Linked DNA regions of Zea mays: region 1 is linked to region 2. The links are chromatin contacts, called in public Hi-C maps. All regions are on one chromosome and are shown on one strand. Each heading gives the region's core, a stretch centred on a gene start, on an enhancer-like site or on the middle of the called end of the contact. The rest is flanking DNA. Distances are from core to core; before and after follow the strand shown.

Evidence for each region. A called contact is a pair of places that touch in the nucleus more often than the background predicts.
Region 1: a Hi-C map of tassel shows a contact between it and region 2, with 4 times the contacts expected there. The contact joins two enhancer-like sites. A contact is called at or near these places in 2 of 25 Hi-C or Micro-C datasets (ear and tassel).

Annotation. Positions count from the first base shown.
Region 1 is chr8:2,049,940-2,055,194 of Zm-B73-REFERENCE-NAM-5.0, reverse strand. LOC100281620 (sialin) reads left to right here. Exons shown (of 10, transcript NM_001370725.1): 4 at 1-178; 5 at 293-502; 6 at 583-720; 7 at 951-1,052; 8 at 1,183-1,248; 9 at 1,808-1,892; 10 at 1,983-2,506. The coding sequence ends at 2,080. Among protein-coding and RNA genes, the nearest start is that of LOC100281620, 4.4 kb to the left of the region's middle. Within about 2 kb of position 3,999, at least 12 of the 20 cell types and tissues checked have an H3K27ac peak or open chromatin away from gene starts, as enhancers often do. A contact at or near this core is called in tassel, where this site is marked.
Region 2 is chr8:1,752,130-1,757,350 of Zm-B73-REFERENCE-NAM-5.0, reverse strand. LOC100383446 (Coatomer subunit beta) reads right to left here. Exons shown (of 4, transcript NM_001176096.2): 2 at 4,536-5,045; 3 at 3,258-3,343; 4 at 2,164-2,792. The coding sequence ends at 2,588. Among protein-coding and RNA genes, the nearest start is that of LOC100383446, 5.5 kb to the right of the region's middle. Within about 2 kb of position 1,995, at least 13 of the 20 cell types and tissues checked have an H3K27ac peak or open chromatin away from gene starts, as enhancers often do. A contact at or near this core is called in tassel, where this site is marked.

The DNA.
Region 1 (5,255 bases), core at 2,750-5,249, 300 kb before region 2:
ATGGGTTCCTGTATCAGAGAGGAGCAGATCATTGTCTCTTGTGTACAGTGGAATGTACCTTGGGTCAGTTACAGGACTTGCATTTTCCCCCTTGCTGATACATAAGTTCGGTTGGCCATCAGTCTTCTTTTCATTTGGATCCCTAGGGCTTGTTTGGTTCACGACATGGGCAACCAAGGTATGCTTATCTTCAGGTGTTGCTTTATATACACGAAATTATTCCAGTGGTGCAAATATTGTCCCCTGGTCTCATTGTATTATCTTTGAATTTTATTGCACTTTTCTTTTCAAGGCATATAGTTCCCCACTTGAAGATCCTGGAATCAGCGCTGCAGAAAAGAAGCTTATTGCTAGTCAGAGCACAGCAGGCGAACCTGTTAAAACAATTCCATGGAGATTAATACTATCAAAACCACCTGTTTGGGCACTTATAGTTTCTCATTTCTGCCATAACTGGGGAACTTTCATTTTGCTCACATGGATGCCCACATACTACAATCAGGTAACACTAAACATCAAACTTTCAACCTGGATATCATGAACTTTTACCATTCGTGCATTAAAAAGTTGCTTTGAAAATAGGTTCTGAAATTCAACCTCATGGAATCTGGCCTTATCTGTGTTCTTCCCTGGTTCACCATGGCGGTTTCTGCAAATGTTGGTGGTTGGATTGCAGACACACTTGTCAGCAGAGGAGTATCTGTGACAACTGTTCGTAAGGTAAAGTGTTCCCTTGTCGCCAACTTCATAAAATTAGGCACCAGATTTTAGAAAAATCCTGAATTTACACTCCACATGGAACCATCAAACTGAAACTGTATGATGAATAAAGTGAGTAGTCACTATGCATTCTGAGTGATGAAATTTCATCCAGTGGCCTGATGAAATTTCATTTTCTCACGCATAGATTTCTCTTTCCACTATGTCATATGTATTTTCATGTTTGACAGATCATGCAATCAATCGGATTCTTGGGGCCAGCATTTTTTCTTACTCAACTAAGCCATGTTAATTCGCCTGCCATGGCGGTGTTGTGCATGGCTTGTAGCCAGGTAATTATTCATCTTGGCATTTTCTTTAGGGCGAGAGAACAACACAGTTTCATATAACAACCTTTCTTTAAGATTTACCATTGTGTTCTGAACAGAACATGTTGATTGCATTATGTTTTTCCAATGGCAGGGAACTGATGCATTTTCGCAGTCTGGTCTATACTCAAACCATCAAGATATAGGCCCTCGATATGCAGTAATCTCTTCCTCCATGTTCTATAGAACGTCTTATGTCATGCAAAACTTATAACCTCATTATTCTTGTGTGCAAAATTCTGGAACCTTAAACATATGGGTAAAGTCCAATTTCAACCTTCAAATACGACGGTAGTCTGATTTCAAACACTAAACTACAAAACTAGACACTGGATACTCCCAACTCTTGAAACCAGGCAGAACACAATCCGATTTCAATTCCACCCTGCTTTTCATCCCACTTGACACGTCAGCTAGTTTCAGACATGAAGGTTGAAAAATATGAACTTCCATGATAGTTGGAGTTGAAAACTGGATGTCACTTTAATAGAATTGTGTCACATGTGGAAAAAAAACACTTATTATTTTTTTGTTTGAAAATGCATTTATATTTATCCTGTGTAAAATCTTTTTTTACTCCTGACAATGAATATCTAAAATTGTACCAAGGATATCAATTTACTCCTGACTACCCTGATAGTTGAAGGTTGAAAAATGGACTTTACCCTAGATGTAACTGAATCCATGAGGTACTAACCGTCGGTCTCCTGTCGTTTCAGGGTGTACTGCTTGGTCTTTCCAACACGGCTGGGGTCTTAGCGGGTGTATTTGGCACAGCAGCAACAGGATACATCTTGCAGCATGGTATGTCCTAATATCACTCTCGTACCTTGCACACTAGCAACCAATTTTTAAAACCCAACTCGCTTGATGAACTCCACCTAAAAAATGCAGGTTCTTGGGACAACGTATTCGAGTTATCAGTAGTGCTTTATCTGGTAGGGACTTTGGTATGGAATGTATTCTCAACTGGCGAGAAGATTCTTGATTGAAGGGTGTATGTACACAGTATGCTTACAGTTCGTAGTGACAAACTCATTTCGGATCGACAACTTGACCCCTGGACATAATACACTTCAAGATAACAAATGTGTCATCGCGCAGCACGAGAAGTATCAACCTTAACATCCCGGATATTAAATTGCCTGGTTGTGATGTTGCTCTGGTAGAGACGATTTGAAGCATATGGAATTATGGATGAGTTGAGCGATGCACCCGTTCCGAGCATGCCACTGTATATTGTGTTGAGCATAGGTATCATGTACAGCATGGTAGAAAGATTCGTCATACAGAGTAGTTTTTTTTTTACTTGTACAATTTTTCCCTCTTGAATAGTTTGTTCCTGTAACAGCCCGACGTAGATAAAAACAAGGAAACCTGGGGATGGGGGTACTACTAATGCAAACATTTGGTGAATATTTATCCATTTGCGGACTGAGTCTTTAGGGGTAGTTTGAAAACTTAAATCCTATCTGGATTCCTGATGATTAAGGAAAAAAATTAAGCTATTTTTTCCCTCAATCTCAGGACATCGCGGAGGAAATTTAAGTTTTCAAACTATATGCCAAATTGTTACAATATCTGTATCGTTGTTTGGTATTTCTTTAAAGATGAAGTGAAGTTCAACCTCAAATGTTTGAGTTTGACCGTAGGAATTGAGTTGCTTAAAGATGTAGTACAGTTCACCCAATAAGGGGCGTTTGGTTGCTTGTATGACTGAGTCAGGCTTGTATCTGTGAGCTTGGGTTCAACTTGTTGCATGTAACATATGGTGTTTGGTTGTCACTACGTGTCCAACCTGGTTCTCAAGTGAGATGTTGTTTGCTTTCTTACACGAATATTTGTTGCCTGAGTTAAAAAAATGTCAAATAAATGAAAAATCTATTAACAAATACTAATTCTGTGGTAAAATTATTTAACAGATACTAATTGCATGTTAATAGACACTAATTTTATGTTAATTTTAATCACATTTTTTTGTTGAAATATTATAGCATGAGTGGTCAGTTTCGTTCACACAAATGTCAGGAACCGGTCATGGTGCAGACAGAGACAGTGGCCGAAGCCGGTCGTGCACCAGTCGCCGGACACAGAGAGGAAGATGGAACAGAGAAAGGTGAAAAGGCAAGCCGGTCCAAGCGTCGTCGACCACCGGCCGAAAGAGAGCGGAGTCGTCTCTTTGTTCTTTTGCTATCCTCGTAATTTTTAACTGCTCTAAACAGCCATCAACCGTATCTGCTCGTTGACATTGCCAGAGAGGACGAAGGTGCCCCTAAGATACCGTTGAAGAACACCCCGTTACTCCACGCCGGACTTGCCGCGCAAGGTGCTCGACGGTTTGCTGCTGCACTGGGCAGGCATGGCAGCAGGCCGGGGCTACTGGGACTCTGGGAGGCCGGTGTCCTCCGATGACAAGGAGGAGGACGTCGGCGGCTCTGGCTCCGCGAAGGCCTCAAGGCCTGCAGCAGACTTTCGCCTCTTGTCCGTGGCGGCCTCTCTACGGCCTGCATTGAGAGCTTCACGAACCTCATCTCCACAGCGCCAGCGAGCCTCTTAGGTTCCTCCTTGATGGCGGAATCCTTCCCGCCCGGACGGCCGGACCTCAGCCAGTTTGTCATCACCTCGTCCTACTGCGCAGGCGTCTCCACCGCTACGGAGTTCGTGGCCGCCGTCGGGAACGACTCCGTTGGTCCGCCCAGTCCCTCAACTCTTCCTGCAGGCCTGCGGCCCCGACCTCGCCTCACAGGCGACCTGCGCGCTCTGTTACAGCGCCGACATCGCCACCATCGTGCACCTCACCAGCACTGTGGCCAACGATAACAAGTCGGGCTCCTCCTTCTACCTCTGTCCTCTACGCCGCTGACATCTCCAACTCCGTCGGCCGGCCCCACCTACCAAACCACCGCCACCTGCGCTCTTGGACTTGGCCTCTTGTCCCCTTCCCCACGCCGTCCAAGTCCAGCCCCGCGGGCCGCGGCCATCTACACCGCCACCATCCCAATCGCATTTGTGCTACTCGCATCCTTCTTCGGTTTCTTTCTTTGGAGGAAGTAGGAACAAGATGGACGGCGCACACCAGGTTGGCTGATGACGCTCGACATACGAGAGCAACAAGATGCGCGAATAGCAAGCCGCGACGCGTGCTACTGCGGCCAGCCGCCCACTGCCTGCTCTGTGGAGTTCACCATGGAGGTTGGCGACGAACTCGTGGGGTTGGACAAACAACGTCGGGTCCGACGGTGGAGGATCCATTACCGACGAGGTAGAGCCGGGAGCTGGCAACTGGGAGTGAAACACAGAGGAATGGAAGAGCCGTTTTGTGTTAGCAGCTGGCGTGGGGAAGAAGCAGAGAGGGGCAAACGGAAGAGGAAGAACAGAGAGATACGGCAGGTAAGGTGTTTGTTTAATTTCTTCTTAGGTTTTCCAGGCACCGTATCCAGGTGTTTATATACGTCGACTGCTTCCTCTCGTTCTTACTTGGGCTACCATTCGATTACAAGGCCGGATCACTTGACCCACTGTGGCCCAATTACTCTGGAGTTTGGCTTCCTTTGGCGCTTCAGCATTTCCGGCCTCCCGCCATGCTTCTTCTCCTCAACACTTCTCTTTTTGGCGTCCACAGCGTGCCTCCTCTGGTTGCTGCTAACATTCCCCCCACCTTCAGACACAACTTGTCCCCAAGCTGGAGCATCCGGGAACTGAGCTTTCAATGCGTCGGCATCCTCCCATGTCGCCAGTTCGTCCGCCATGCCGGACCAAGCCACTTTTACTTGAGCGATCAGTGTACCGCCACGCTCCACCATACGACGTTGCAGCAACTTCATAGGAACCTGCACAGGAGCAACATCCTGCGGTAACTGAGGAATGAGCGTAGCATCCCGACCAACAGCACGTTTCAGCTGGGAAACATGGAAAACAGGATGAATTGAACTGCCCACTGGCAACTGAAGGCGATATGCCACACTGTCCACGCGTTCCAGAATCTGAAATGGGCCGAAAAACTTGAAACACAGTTTGTTGTTAGATCGAGTGGCGACTGATGACTGGATATAGGGTTGAAGCTTGAGATACACCCACTCACCCACTGCAAAAACCGAAAGCCATGACACGAAATTCAAAATGTCCCATATGAGTTTGAAAAGCTGTTTTATGTTCCTCGCCAACTTG
Region 2 (5,221 bases), core at 746-3,245:
TAAGGTCATGGGACAGGCTATGCAACTACAGAAATTTGTACCCAGTTTAAAAGTGGCAAACAACATAATAAACTACTAAAGTTATAATGTGATAATAAACTAGTAGTATTTTACTTCTATAACAGTAAGCCAAGCACCACTACCAAAAAATAATGAAATTAAGTATTATATTGTAAAGGAGAAAGTCTAGGATCAAATAACTAAACTTGAGCACATAAATATGGAGCAAATATTTATGGATCTGCTCACTAAAAGGATTTGATTTCACCTAGCGTTTTTAGAAAACATGTAGTCGGTATGAGTTAACGGAGCACCTATGGTTCTAGTTTTTAGAAAACTAGTAGCTAAGATCCTGATAGCTAACATAGCTCTGTCCTCTCAAGCAAACGAAAACGACCGTCCACTAAAATCAAATCCGCGCAAAGCCATTCCGTCCCATCCTCGTCGCAAAAACAAATGCAGCATATGGCACAAGATTTTGATAGCGATCACATGCTTTGTCACAAACCATCCAAATATTACATTTTTATGCGCTATGTTGTAGTCCTTCCTGACAACTAAAGGTGGGCGGAGAGATTTCCAAGCCGAGAGACCGTAGAGGCAGAGGCACGCACGACGGACGCGGCGGCGGCTCCTCCCACTCGATCACACGCCATATCCGAGGCAGACCAGCAGACCTGTACGGTAAGACACGCCGCCGTCTTTCCTACGCGGCCACAGGGCCTTGGGCGCCGCAGCGGTGCTGGCCATCAAGGCCCTGCACAGCAGGTGCCTGATACCGCGGCCGCCCTTCCTCGCCGCGGCGCGCGACTCGCTGCTGTCCGTTTGTGCTGCAGCGCCACGCAGCGGCAGCGGCGGCGGAGAGAGCGACCTCGCGCGCGGCGCGCCGCCGTCGCTGCGCACCTTCTCCAGCGCCGCCGCGAACGGGTCGAAGCCCCTGTGCTTCCTGCATCCGGCCTGCAGCGCCGCGGCCGACGGCGTGGGCGACGTCGCGGCCGAGGCCCCCGCCGAGCGCGCGGGCCGCCGCTGCAGCCGCGGCGGCAGGCTCAGCGGGAACAGCTCGCCCGCGAAGGCCGCCGCCGACACGTCGCTGGCGCACGCGCGCAGCGCCGCGCCGCCGCCGTTAAGAAGCGTCGTCGTCGTGGCGAACTCGAAGCCGCCGTCGTCGTCGTCGCCGTCGCCCAGGAGCGGCGGCGGCGCTAGCCCGCGGCTGGCGTTGGCGATACTAGTGGCGTCGTAGAGCAGGTAGAGCGGCGCGCTGTGCGGGTAAGGCGTGAGCGAGGCGGCGAGGTCTTCCATGTCCGCTGTCCGCGTCCTGCAAACGTTGTTTTGGTTTGGCTTGGCGTGGCGCGGCGCGGGATGTAATGGAACTGGAATTGTTTGTGACTGGCTCACTTCACTTGTATGCCTCTCTATCTCTATCTGTCTATATATATAGAGAGAGGGAGAGGGAGGAGCGGAGGGAGGTGTAGCAGCAAGAAATGGTGGGAAGTGGCCTCGATTTTGACCGCAATATAATCCATTTGCATTGCATTGGAATGCAATGCATGCATCCAATGATTGCAACTCTAGTCCCACAGAGACCTTGAGGCTCTGACCAGGGAACGATGAGGAATGCAAAGAGTACCTCTTGCATTTGCGATGGAGCTACGCGACTTGCTGCTTGGGCAAGCTCTCTGCTGCCATCTGTTGTGTACAGTATACGAATATGAATCTAGAGAAATTCCCGCCGGAATGCAATCGCCAAAACTCGCGCAGATTTGCCGGGCTTTTCAAGCGGGAATGGTGGCAGGGGTTTTGTCTACAGGCCAAGAAATGTGGCTCGAATTGCGCCGAGGGGTGACACGTATTCTAAATCTTGCGTGTCTTTCGGCTTTCATCAATAACCCGGCTGCCTTTTTCTCCCTTATTATATTTTTGGCGGCTGCGCCTGCACAGCATGCCTGCCGCCTGCTTCCTTTGAATAAACGCATGCAGTGTCAGACGTCACCACGCAATCAACCATATCATGATCACTGCCTAGGCCCTAGTAATGTAGTAGTAGGGAAGAAGTTCTAGGGGGTCTCATCGTCAATTTATTCCACAAACCAAAGAAACTGAGTAAAAAGATAATGGACTACCTCATTTCTTAAATAAACACCATAAAAGTACCCTAACACAATTGGCAAATCTATATGCAACAGAAAATGAGCTCCAATTCATCTCTACAAAAATAACGTGACAACACCGCCTCCAAGCTTCTGTTTCCAAGTCCAGACAACTAAAATAAAGGCAAATAAAACATTAAAACAAGAGGGATTCATAATAGTAGTACAAGATCACAATTGAACTACCTGTCGAGAAATCAACATAAACTTCACAACTATTTCAAGGAAGTTTGGAACAGCTTCGTTACTACAGCAACATATATCTTCGACCGACAACTTCGTGACTTCCTCATAACTGTCCTCTTATCTCTCTCCTTGATCGATCCTTTTGTACAAAAAAGCATTTATACTCAGTTCAATGCCACGGCACTGGTCTCTCTCTGGCACGTGGATTTCCTAAATGCGAAAAATGATGATACAACTGCGATTACTTGTCACAGTTAACTGCCACCTTTCTGCTTGAGAGTGATCTTGTCCCCTAAGCTGAGTGCAATTCCCTGGGTCTTGCTCCTTATTCGAATGTAGCCACTGAGCTTGCCGTCATGTTGCTTCTCAATGCTGATGTTCACCAAAGCGTCCTCGCCAAACACACTCTTTGCATAAAGGTTAGCAGCAAGGAAACCACATTCCCCATCCAGTGCAGACCTGGTGACGAATGAAGAAGGGTTACAACTTCAGAGGACAAGCAAATATTTCGACAGAAATTCACCCAATACACCATGTCCATCCCCTCAAGTCTAGAAGGCAAAACTTATACCAATTTTAGTTAACTAAATTAATTCATTCATCATCTAATTGCACAAAAACATAAAGTCCATCCCTAGCTAATTTGGGGAAATAAAACTATCATTGCGTTGAAATAAAACTAGATTGGTACTAGACTAGCCTGCGAATTTCAGGACAGTAGTTGAAGAATCTAACCTCTGGAAATTTTCATATGCACTCTGACATGCATGAGTTAACTAGTTACTAGTCATATTCATGGTTATGGGTTCAAGAATGAACACAGATCTACATGCCTAAGCTAATATAGATAAAATTAACAATATAGTGAAGTAATAAATTCATCCGCAGATCAACATGAATGGCCAGTTTTTTTGAATGACTTACGGTGGTGTCAGACATTTCATGTTCGTTGACTTGATAATGTGATTCAAGAATTCCTTCTCATCCTGAATCACAGTATTCACAGCCACCTGATAAACAAGAAACAATAATCTTAGCAAAAGAAGTGAAACCAATCACAAATAAGGTTTAACCAGACATAACAGAAAGGAGCATGGCAGAAAAAAATAATAATGAAATACAGATTCAACAGGGCAGGTCAATACCAATACACAGCAACTGAATATATCAAATTCAACATGGTGCACAAAAATATGGAGCAACAATCATATGTGGCTGTTCACAGAGATATCTTCCCAAGAACATTTTGATAAAAACAGAAAAGATTTCAAACTAAAACATTTTTTTCTCTCATCCACTTGAATAAAAGAAACTAATGCTGTTTGTTTTGCATGAAAAATGACTGGAGAAACCAAACACTAAAAAAAACTTTAGTTACTCCACAATTGCTGACAGCTTTTCTACAAGGTAACAGGTAGCAGTAGACTAACAGCAATAATATATATCAAGCAATGCTAACTACTGCATAGATATATGGTCCCATGGTATGTAGCAGCAGACTAGCATCAATAATATAGACCAAGTAATGCTAACTACTGCATAAATCATGGGGATAATAGTTTATAGAAGTTGGAATCGGTTTTATAAATGGCTCTAAATAGACCACTACAGATTTTTCATACAGTTTACCGCTACAACATTACCAGTCATTCCACTATCATCGCTAGTGACGCTTTAGCTAGGCCAAAAACTACTATTTGACCTATTTAGCACAGTCAATCCTAATCAAGGCAACTACTCATTCCTTACTTCATAAGACTATAATATATATCTCCCCATTATGTTCCTTAATAAACAATGTAATACGCCCTTGTAGAATTATCGAAATGTTGGATAATGAATGTGAATAAATATGAACATATTGAACTTTGATTCACTTGATAAATGTTAAGCAATAGATGTGGAGACATGTTATCCTACAACCCTATACATGTGGTTGAGTATTCACGTTCAAGAAATTTTACTTGGTTAAATGTTTCCATGCATAATTAAATAAAAAATTTCAAATTTTCTATAAACCCATTAAATGAAATAGTTTTGCTATATCCTGCTACTGCTATAGCATTTTATAGTTCCTGGAGAAGGCCCCGTTAAATGTCTTAACCCGTTATTTAAACCTTACATGCTAGAATAACACTGATCATAAAGGAGACTACAGTTTAAGGATACTTCACAACTGCAATGTACAGAGAAGCATATTACCTTATTTTCCCATTCAAATTCTGCCCACATGTTCCGGAAAGTAACATCTGCACACGTAGCAGGTGAGATGTAATCCATGATGTCGATGTGAATATCATTTAGGACAACCACTGATCGTTCCATCACATTTGAAGTCTCGTAAACTATGTTGCCAAATATAACCCCCGTCTCTGTTGATGAAACCTTGATATTAGCACGGATCTGTTTGCTAGACTCAGGAGCCAAGGTGTAGTTCTGAGGGCGATCAACAAGTTTGAGGTCTCCCATTGTAGCCAATTCCAAGCACAAGTTCTGAAGTGTCTCCTTTGTGCGGTTAATGACAGTAACATCAAGTACAATGTCATAATGGTGAACTGTTACAAATGCTTCAGCATACACAGGATCGCTGAACCCAGTCAACTGAAGAATGCGGTTGAGCTTGTTTGCATCATCTGCATCCTTAGTAAACCCACCAGTTGCAGCCTTCAAATCATCGTGCACCTCATCTTCCAACTCAAGCTGGCTCATGCCCTATGATAACAAAATAGCATGCTTTAATAACTGAAGGTACAGATGTGAAGGCCACACTAAAAGTGGCAAGGTATCATCCAAGCCCAATACACAACACCAGACTTATGGCATGCATAACCATATTAAATATTAAGAGCAGATCTTAGTCACACCACACATGTACACATGAACAATTT